2 separate regions of the Ovis aries genome follow, and region 2 is linked to region 1. The links are chromatin contacts, called in public Hi-C maps. All regions are on one chromosome and are shown on one strand. Each heading gives the region's core, a stretch centred on a gene start, on an enhancer-like site or on the middle of the called end of the contact. The rest is flanking DNA. Distances are from core to core; before and after follow the strand shown. Region 1 has its middle 120 kb from the start of TRNAI-AAU. Region 2 holds the start of KLF3 (KLF transcription factor 3).

Region 1 (4,786 bases), core at 78-2,577:
GTAAGAATGAGCATTCAGAGGGTCCCTGAGGATTTTGTTTTAACACCCAAACATTTGTAGAAGGAAGTATGGCTTTTATTTTGGCTGTCAGAGCCTCTTTGTTAATTAAAAACCTTAATGAAACAAAGAATTTGCTACCAGCTCTCCCACATCTGTCTTATTAGTAAGAGTGAAGAATAACAAGTCATCTCCTGGATACCTACTATAAGACCCACGGTCCCATGACTTTGTGAAATAAGAAATACATTTAATATGATAGTGTTATTTTCCAAAAGAGTCTGTAAACCAGAAAACTGGGGAAAGAAACATAATTCTTGCCTGGAGAATCCCAGGGACGGGGCTGCCGTCTATGGGGTCGCACAGAGTCGGACACGACTGAAGTGACTTAGCAGCAGCAGCAGCAGCAGGAGAAGGTTCCACTAAGTATGGTAGGAATTGGTTACACCAAGACTGTGTAGCCAAAGAGTCAGTGCCACTGAAAACATCTCTTCAATTCTCAGAGAAGCAGGGCCAGCGAGATTCATATACAGTCTGAATTTGACAGAAGAAATGTTCTCATCCAGAAGAGGGTTGCCGGGACCTGGAACAGCTTGTGCAGTGAATTCTAGCCTGGACACCCATCCGCGTTAGTCAGAAAATTTGCATCAGAGTTGCTTCTCCAGTGTCGATTCTGGGGAAGAATTCTGCCAGGCCTTTTTTTTTTTTTTTTTTTTTTTAGTACATTCTTTTTTTTCATTAAGGAAATAATTTAACTTAATGTAAAATTAAGAGAAAATTGACAGAGAGAAGAATAAAAGCAATCTCTGCGGTCCCACTACTTAACTTACATTAACTATTGTTAATATTCTGGTGTATTTCCTTTTAGTCTTTCTTCTTTGCATGTAACGGTTTGCTTGGTATTAGTTTTGTTTGTTTTGTACCTGGCTGTGATTGTCCAAAATACTTACTTTGCACACTTCTTCATTTTCTCACTTAAAAGCTCATCACACACGTTTCCCTGTATGGCTATGCAGGCTTCTTAAACGTTTTTAATGGCTGCCTGAATCCTGAATCCCAGGATGGCTCCTCCCAGAGTCAGCTGCTCTGGGCTCAGAAAAAGCAAGTTCATTTTATCATGAAACAGCCTCGGCTGGTAAAGGAAATCTGCTGTCCCCAAAACTCATAATGCATTTCATTACCTCTGGATTATCAGTGTGGAATTATTCACATCACTGCCCTTAATTATCCACCTCACTGCCTTCTTCATTAGCATGGAGGGTGGAACCCAGGCTGGGCTGTATTCTCTTCAGAGCCTCAGTCACTTCTGATTAGTGAGTGGCTTAGAAAATAGCCTCAGCTCAAGCAGGCCACTGCCAGTTAGCGCTCTGTTCCGGCAAAGCGTGTCACTGTGGTCCCTCTCTGGATCAGCAGAAAGGCGATGGGGTGAGGGGTGGGGGTGGGGCTGTAGTAGGGAGGGGTAGGCAGGTCTCAGGGGCTACACTGCCCCTCTCACCTCTCCTCCCTTCACCCCAGCCCCCAGAGCTCACTCTCCTGCTTCATCCAGCTTCCCCTCAACCGAAGAAGAAAGGCGTTTGGTTGTAGGAGCTTGCTTGTGAGACAATACCACCTACAATCCTATAATACTTGTCATTCCTCCACCTCCTTGGCCCTCCCCCTACTTGGGATGCCCCCTAACAAAAGGCCTCAGTTTGACCCCCAAGGCAGGCAAAAGCTGATTCAAAGTGGGGATTTGAATCTATTTCGCTGAGCAGACCAAAGACCACAAGCCCGCCACATTCAATTTACTAACCCCAAAGTCAGGCAGAAACATGAGTTATCTTCTTCCTCTTCTTCTTTTTTCTTTTTTTAAATAGAAGCCAAGTAAACTAGTCTCAAAATTATATACAGTGTTTTTAAAGGCCTGAAGCCGTATATAAACACTGCCTCCAAAGTAGCAGATAACCATGAACGTACTCCACCATTTTTTCAGCATGAGCTCCTGTCAGAAGCTCTTTATTCAGAGAGGACGCACCTTTGCAAACTCTCTACCACTGAAAAGGAATTCCTGGTAGATAGGCATTTCTGTTGTCCTAAAAGCTAGCCTGTGAACACTACTGCTGGGTGCTACTTTTTTAAAAGGCTGGCATCATAACCCATTGGTTTGCTTCCCATCCACGGCTCAAAAATATGTATGTAAAGTCTGCTGTCTCAGGGCTGGGGCTCCTCACTCACCAGCTGGGACAGTCAGAGGCTGTTTCCTCCCCAGTCCCAAGGCGAACAGAGGCTCCTTGTCTGGAAGGAGCCTGCCAGGAAGTGCCTGCTGTTCCAGGGTAAACGTGGACATTCACTTAAGAAGTCAGGCTGTCTCGAGAATGAACTCTGATCAGACAGGATGGAGCAATTAGGGCCAGGAATTGCGACAGTGACAAATAGGAAACTGTAGGTAATATCTGAGCTGTAGGCTGCGGCTATTCTTTGCCTAGAGCTTAAGCAAGATTGTTTGGGGGACCGAAAGAAATGACTGGTTTATACAACAGAATATTTGATCTTCAGAAAAAAATTCTCTCCCCTTTTCTGACTCAAAGTCTAATAGGAACCTCTGGGAGACTCTTCTGTGCCATTTCATAGGCTGCGCTTTCTTCCATCCTACTGGTAAATACACTTTCCTATAGTGTCACTTACATATTTACATACTTGGTTATTCTATCTTTAAGTTAAACCGTATTTTAAAGTAGTGTACGATTCACAGCAAAATTGAGGGGAAGAGATTTCCCATATTCCCCCTGCCCACCCACGTGCACAGCCTCCCCAATTAACAACATCCCCCACCAACAACATCCCCCGCCAGAGTGGTACATTTGTTACAACTGATGAACCTACATTAACACATCACAGCACTTTAAGTCCATAGTTTACATTAGGTTTCACTCTTGGAGTTATTCACTCTGCGGGTTTGGACAAATGCATAATCTGAACCTACGATTATCATATCATACAGAATATTTTTATTGCCCTAAAATCCTCTGTGCTCCACCTAGTCCTCCCTCCAGCTCTCCCCTTGGTCTTTTACTGTCTCTGTAGTTTTGCCTTTTCCAGAATGGAAATCATACAATATGTAGCCTTTTCAGGTTGGCTTCTTTCACCTAGGAATATGCATTGAAGTTTCCTCCCTTTCTTGCCATAGCTTGGTAGCTCACTTCTTTTTCAGTTCAGTTTAGTCATCAGTCTTGTCTGACTCTTTGCGAGCCCATGAACCACAGCACAGCCTCCCTGTCCATCACCAACTCCCAGAGTTTACCCAAACTCATGTCCATCGAGTCAGTGATGCCATCCAACCATCTCATCCTCTGTCGTCCCCTTCTCCTCCTGCCTTCAATCTTTCCCAGCATCAGGGTCTTTTCAAATGAGTCAGCTCTTCGCATCAGGTGGCCAAAGTATTGGAGTTTCAGCTTCAACATTAGTCCTTCCAATGAATACCCAGGACTGATCTTCTTTAGGACGGACTGGTTGGATCTCCTTGCAGTCCAAGGGACTCTCAAGAGTCTTCTCCAACACCACAGTTCAAAAGCATCAATTCTTCTGCACACAGCTTTCTTTATGGTCCAACTTCTTTTTAGCACTAAATAATATTCCATTGTCTGACTGTACCAAATTTATCCATCTCCCTGTTGAAGGATATCTTGGTTGCCTCCAAGTTTTGGCGAGTATAAAGAAAGCTCCTACAAACATCCATGTGTAGGTGTTTGTGAAGACATGGACTTTCCATTTCTTTGAGTAAATACCAAGTAATGTGATCGGATCATAGAGTAAAATTACATTTAATTTTGTAAGAAACTCATTCTTTTTTTAGCAAATATTTATTAAGTGTAAACTATGTGTTAGGCGTCATGCTGAGCTGGAAATGCCTTGGAGAGTATGGTAAACATGAGCTAAGGTCTTGGCAGAGTATTCTCTGTCACTATATAAAGATCCAGATCTATCTATCTTATAGATCTATATATAATATCGCCTATCACTTTGTCTAGCACTTACTAGGTGGCAGGCATGCTGCCCAGTGCTGTACATGCATTATCTTTTTTTAATCCTCATGACAACCATATGGAATAGAAGTTGTTTTCCCCTTTTTCCAGATGAGGAGATTCAGGTTCAGAGAGGTTACATCATTTGCCCAAACCATTCAGTTCACAGATGGCAAAGCTAGGGTGTAAAACAAAGTCTGACTGGTTCCCAAGTCTGTGCTTTTAATCACTGCATGATGCAACCTCTCTGGTGCTTACTAACCATTTGGATGACCTCACTGGTCTAAGATCAGGCTTCCGGTGATCTCACACACACCCCCAAGATATCACTGGAAAAAGTGGACACCTGAGAACAATGGGAAAAGCCCAAGATGTTGCTACAAAACTTCTTCAGAAAAAAATTGTATTTTTATGCCAAATCCTAGAACATTAGAACTAGAGAACACCTTAGAATTTCTCTTTCTGAACAACTCAAGATCCATCATCAGAAGGATGGCTAAATCTGATGGTATACTTGTTTAACAGGATGTTGTACACAGCAAACCAGAACAACGTGCATCAGTATCCATTAACCTCCAAACATGGAATTACATTTTTAAAAAGGAAACTGAAAAAGCATAAGAACAGCCATCCCCTTCATTTCAAGTGTAAAAGCAAGCAAAATGATGTGAGACAGTGTTTGCAATCAGGTGTAGAGTATCAAAAGTACCCATGGGAGGGCCTTCCCTGGTGGTCCAGTGGTTAAGGCTTCGTGCCTTAGATGCCCTGGTTTGATCCCTGGTCAGGGA
Region 2 (4,484 bases), core at 701-3,200, 160 kb after region 1:
CTACTTAATCTTGAATAACGCTTTTTTTTCAGATAGACTACTTCACTCTTCAGGTTTTCATCATTCTCTGTCCCTTGAGTGAAGCCTGTGTTTTTTGAGTCTCAACTATGAACCAGGCATGGAAATGCAAAACAAGTTCATCAGTCGTCACTAATGTTTTTTCAGCTAATACAAATCTAAGGCATCCGATCAGACTTTTAATGATGTCAATGATCAATAAGTTGCGATTAGTAACTGACACAAATCCAACTTTTTTCCTTGCACATGTCTTTATTCACTAAGAAAAACAAAACAAAAACCCTCATCCTTTTACATTTTAAAGATTAATTTTATGGGACAGTAGGATGGCACATGAACTGGGGTCAGTTCTGGGTATTTTCCACGTGGTCTTTTATGTATATGCATTTTTTTTTTTTTACAATAAGCAATTTCACTACTTGAGGTTTCCCGGTACTAATTTTATAATATTGTGTAGTTACACGCTGGGGTTCCGAATATACGGTATCTCTATGTTTTAAGTAGTACCATGCCTGGATGAAGCATCAAAGTGAAAATGGTGAACTTAAAGGGCCTTTAAAACATCTTGAAGCAATAACAAGCCATAGACTGCAGCAGGGGCGTTTTTAAACAGTGCACAGGACTAAAACAATTGAACCAATTTGTCTTTTGTTCTTTTTTTATTGCATTCTTTATTACATTAATACTGTTTAAAAAGAAACTCAAAAAGCATTAAACTTGGGTACCAAGCTCTGCAAAGTCCTCCCGGGGGCCTGGCTCCTGGGAAGGCCCCCGAGAACGTTCGCCCTCGGTCCTGGGGAGGCGACTTGTAAGGAAATGTCGCCACTCTTAGCCCTCGGCTCGCCCCAAGGTCTCCCTCGAAGCAGGAGGATCTGAAGTTTGCCAAGTTTTTCGACAAGCCCGGCTGAGCAAACGCCTCTGCGCCCGGTCGCCGTTTCGCTCCAGCTGCAGGCCCGGCCGTGGGAAGTTTGCTCGGGGGTATTCGGGCCCTCAAAGAAAAGTCCCCGGGAGGCGGGGGCGCCACCGGCCGGGCCGCACCTCCCCCCCGGGGCGGACGACAAGGGGGACCCGGCGCCCCGGGCACAAAGAAAGCGCGCTGGAGGATGGTGAATGACCTTGGAGACGCGGCACCGTTTTAGGGCTGCAGTCACCCCAACTGCCCTCCCTTTTCTCGCCGCTCTGTCTCTCCCGAATCTGCCCGGGTCCACCCGCTGCAACACCAGCGGTGTCTTTTTCTGGTTTTTCTTTAAGAGAGTTGTCCGCTCTGGCCACTGGGCCCAGCCCTTCCCACCGCGCCCGGGGCCGCCCTTCCCGCCGGAGCCGTCTGATTGATGGCCCCGACCGCCTCAGGGCCCCCGCCTCGGCTCGCCCGCGAGCCCGGCTGTGTGTCTTGGAAGCGGCGCAGCGGGCTGCTGCCCTGTGACGCCCGGAGCGGCCAGCGCCGCCCTTCCTTCCCCCCGGGCTCGGGCGGCGGCGCGGCGGCGGGGCCGGGCCGGGCTGGGCCGCGCGCTCCAGGGCCGAGGGCGGAGGGCGCCGGGAGGGGGCGCGGGCGGGGACTCCGGGGGGGAGGGGGAGGCGGAGGGCGGGGGCCGCGCACGCCCAGCCCCACGGCCGCGCCGCGCCTCGCGGGACAGGTTGGGCCGGCGGGGCGGCGCCCGGCTCCGGGGAATAATGAGTGTCTGTCAGGCCTTCCCCGGGTGACTGGGCGGGGCGGGGCGGAGGCGGCGCGGGAGGCGGGGGTGGCGGGGGAAGGGCGCAGGGCGGGGTGCGTGTTTGCGCGAGTGACTCGGCCGACCCCTCCGGCGGCTGCCTCCACCCAAGTGGGTGGGGACCCGCCCAGCCCGGGCGGCCGCGGCGGCTCCCTCTCCCCTCCCTGACCCTCCCACCCCGGGTCCCAGCCTCTACTTACCCCGCCAGCCCTGGGAGGCTCGCAGAGCGAGCGGCGCCGGCGTCATGTGACTGCCCGGAGTTGGTGCCAGGAGCCAGAGGGGAGCCAGGAGCGGAGCCGCGCGGAGCCCGGGCCCTAGCCGGAGCGCAGCGCGAGCGCCCGCCGAGCCGAGCCGCGCCCGCCGCACGCGCGCCTGTCCCCGTCCCTGTCCCCTGCGGCCGCCGCCCGTACTGGAGCGCTGACACCTCTGCATCCGCGGGGTTCCAGGCAGCCCGGATCCGGGCCTTTATTTCTCGCCTGCAGCGCTCAGCACCGCGCCTCGAAAAGTAAGTCCCCTCTCGCTCACCTTTCCTTCTCGCCCCGACTCCCGCTGCCCCCCTTTTCGGCTAGTCCAGTTTCCTTTTTTTTTTTTCCCGGGTAGGGGGGCGACGTGCGGTGAATGGGCTGGGGGTGCAGCGCGGAGGTGGGGGCGCCCCCGGGCTTGGGAAAGTGCAACAGCTCCGCGCAGCCGGGGGCGGGGGTGGAAGAGGAGGCGAGGGGGAGGGGGCCCCCGGGTTCCGCGGTGGAAAGTGTAGGATTGGGGAGAACCGCCGTGCAGATCTGCGGGAGCGACGAGCAAGGCCAGCGGCGCCCGCCGCGGCCCGGGATAGGGCGCGGGCGGGGGCTCACCTGTGTGGTCCCCCGACCGCCTCCCGCCTGCCCGCTCGCGATTCCCTCCAAAGCCCCAGAAATCTTAGTGTTCTCCGCGTGTGGCAACGTTGTTTGGAGAAAGGTAGCGCCGAGGCCGCGCGCTCCTGCTCCTCCCCCTCCTCGTCCCCCACCTCCCGCACCCTCCCTCTCCCCGCCCCCCGCCTGCGCCCCCTGCCGCCCCCCTTCTCGGACCGGGCGCGCTGCCGCTCACCCGTCGCCGGAGCAAACTTGGAGCAGCCTGGCGGGCCCTCTGGGAAGAAACTTGGGGCGATCGGGAGTGGAGGGAGCATCCCATTCTCGGTCCTGGAGTCCAGGAGCTGGCCAGGGCGTCTGGATCCCTGAGGGCAGGGGAAAGAGCTGGCCGGGTTTGGAGAGTCGTCCTCGGGTGCAAGGAGAGAACCTGCCGCAGTGTCTGGAGGAAGGATTGCAGCGTGGCTGGAGGCGAAGAACGCCTTAGGCGACTGCCTGCAGTGTTAGGGCCCCGAGCCGGGTGGGGGCCGAGGGAGGGATCTCTGGACCTGGACGCTTGGGACCTACCTTTGGAGATAGCAGACAATACCTGGAATTGTCATAGCTACTTCTCTGGCAGATAAAAGCGAGAACAGTATTCCACTTTTACAGCAGTATATAAAACTAGATGAAGACCGTGTGAATGGGACTTTTTTTCCCTAAGCCAGGTTAAAGGGAAATTGGTAATTGCTCACCTTCTTGTATTTCACTAAAATAAACATTGTACACTGAATTTGTTTTTTACTAACTCAGAATGTATTTTTCGATAGGTCATCCAAGACATTTTAAACATATTGATTATATTCTCAGAAGAGTCTGGTGTATAGAGAAGTGTGAAGTGGTATTCTGACTTCATTTAGATTTGGTGTCTAATTATTAAACAAAATCAAGTAGGGTATAAGGCAGTTGTTCATTATAGGTTACTTCACAGAACAGTTTTGTGCTGTCCTTTTCTGAGTGCTTTATATGTATGAATTTGAGGAGCATTTTTAAAAGAGAAATTCATCCGGATGATAATCTGCATAACCCAAGAGAAGACTTGCTTTTAGGGGAAAAAATTTTTATGACACTAACATCTTGAAAATTTTGTGAGTTAGTAGTATTTTTTAAAGAGTGGATGTGTTTCTTCTGTGGCTTGAAACATGAGGTATGGAAGTTGACTTTGTTCTGTTCACAGAAACCTTAAATGGGATGTTTAATTTCATTCAGTTCCCTAAAGAAGCTGATATCTCAATTTCTACAGTCAGTGGGGTTTGCTGCAGAACTGTTAGAAAAAAGCAGCCTAATGTACCATGGGTGAGGTCAGTGAAAATAGACTATAAGGAGCATTCTACCTGCCTGAAGGAAAATGCAAGTATGAAAATCCTTAACGTGAGAAGAACAAAACTAACTGCTTAGACCACAGAACCTTGTCAGATGTAAAACATGGCAACATAGCTTTGGAGAAAGCTATTGTTTTTTTCACTGCAAAGTTTCTAAATTAAAACCCAATCTTCTGGTTGCTGTGGACACAGTGATGCCTTTTTTTTTTCCTTTTTTTCTTTTTACCTGTAGTTATATGTACACACAGATTCTTAAATCTCTGCTAATAGGAACCTAGTTAAACAGTACTGGCTAACAAAATAAAGAGACATAATGGGGAAAGGACTAGTGAATGGATTTTGCTACCTTACAAATGCCTAAAGGAAAATAGACATTTTAGAACATCTTATAAAAATCGATACTCTATTCTACAGATTGTATAACAATTTTTCAGTTGGATTAAATGAAATTTCAGGAACAGAATTGCATTCTCAAGGTGGATTTCTGTAGATGTGTGTACATGTAGAACAGATGTGCAGCGGTGTGCAAATATCTTTGTAACTCTGCAGTTGAAAAA

The links. A called contact is a pair of places that touch in the nucleus more often than the background predicts.
Region 2: a contact with region 1 is called in a Hi-C map of hypothalamus, with 2.0 times the contacts expected there. The contact joins the promoter of KLF3 here to the enhancer-like site in region 1. A contact is called at or near these places in 2 of 16 Hi-C or Micro-C datasets (hypothalamus and retroperitoneal adipose tissue).

The regions. Positions count from the first base shown.
Region 1 is chr6:58,487,879-58,492,664 of ARS-UI_Ramb_v3.0, forward strand. No RefSeq gene overlaps it. Among named protein-coding and RNA genes, the nearest start is that of TRNAI-AAU, 120 kb to the right of the region's middle. Within about 2 kb of position 1,328, at least 15 of the 54 cell types and tissues checked have an H3K27ac peak or open chromatin away from gene starts, as enhancers often do. A contact at or near this core is called in hypothalamus, where this site is marked.
Region 2 is chr6:58,644,866-58,649,349 of ARS-UI_Ramb_v3.0, forward strand. It overlaps KLF3 (KLF transcription factor 3), which reads left to right and starts at 1,951. Exons shown (of 6, transcript XM_015096439.3): 1 at 1,951-2,232. LOC121819827 (a long non-coding RNA gene) reads right to left here and starts at 3,230. Exons shown (of 2, transcript XR_006060146.2): 1 at 3,134-3,230; 2 at 2,267-3,008.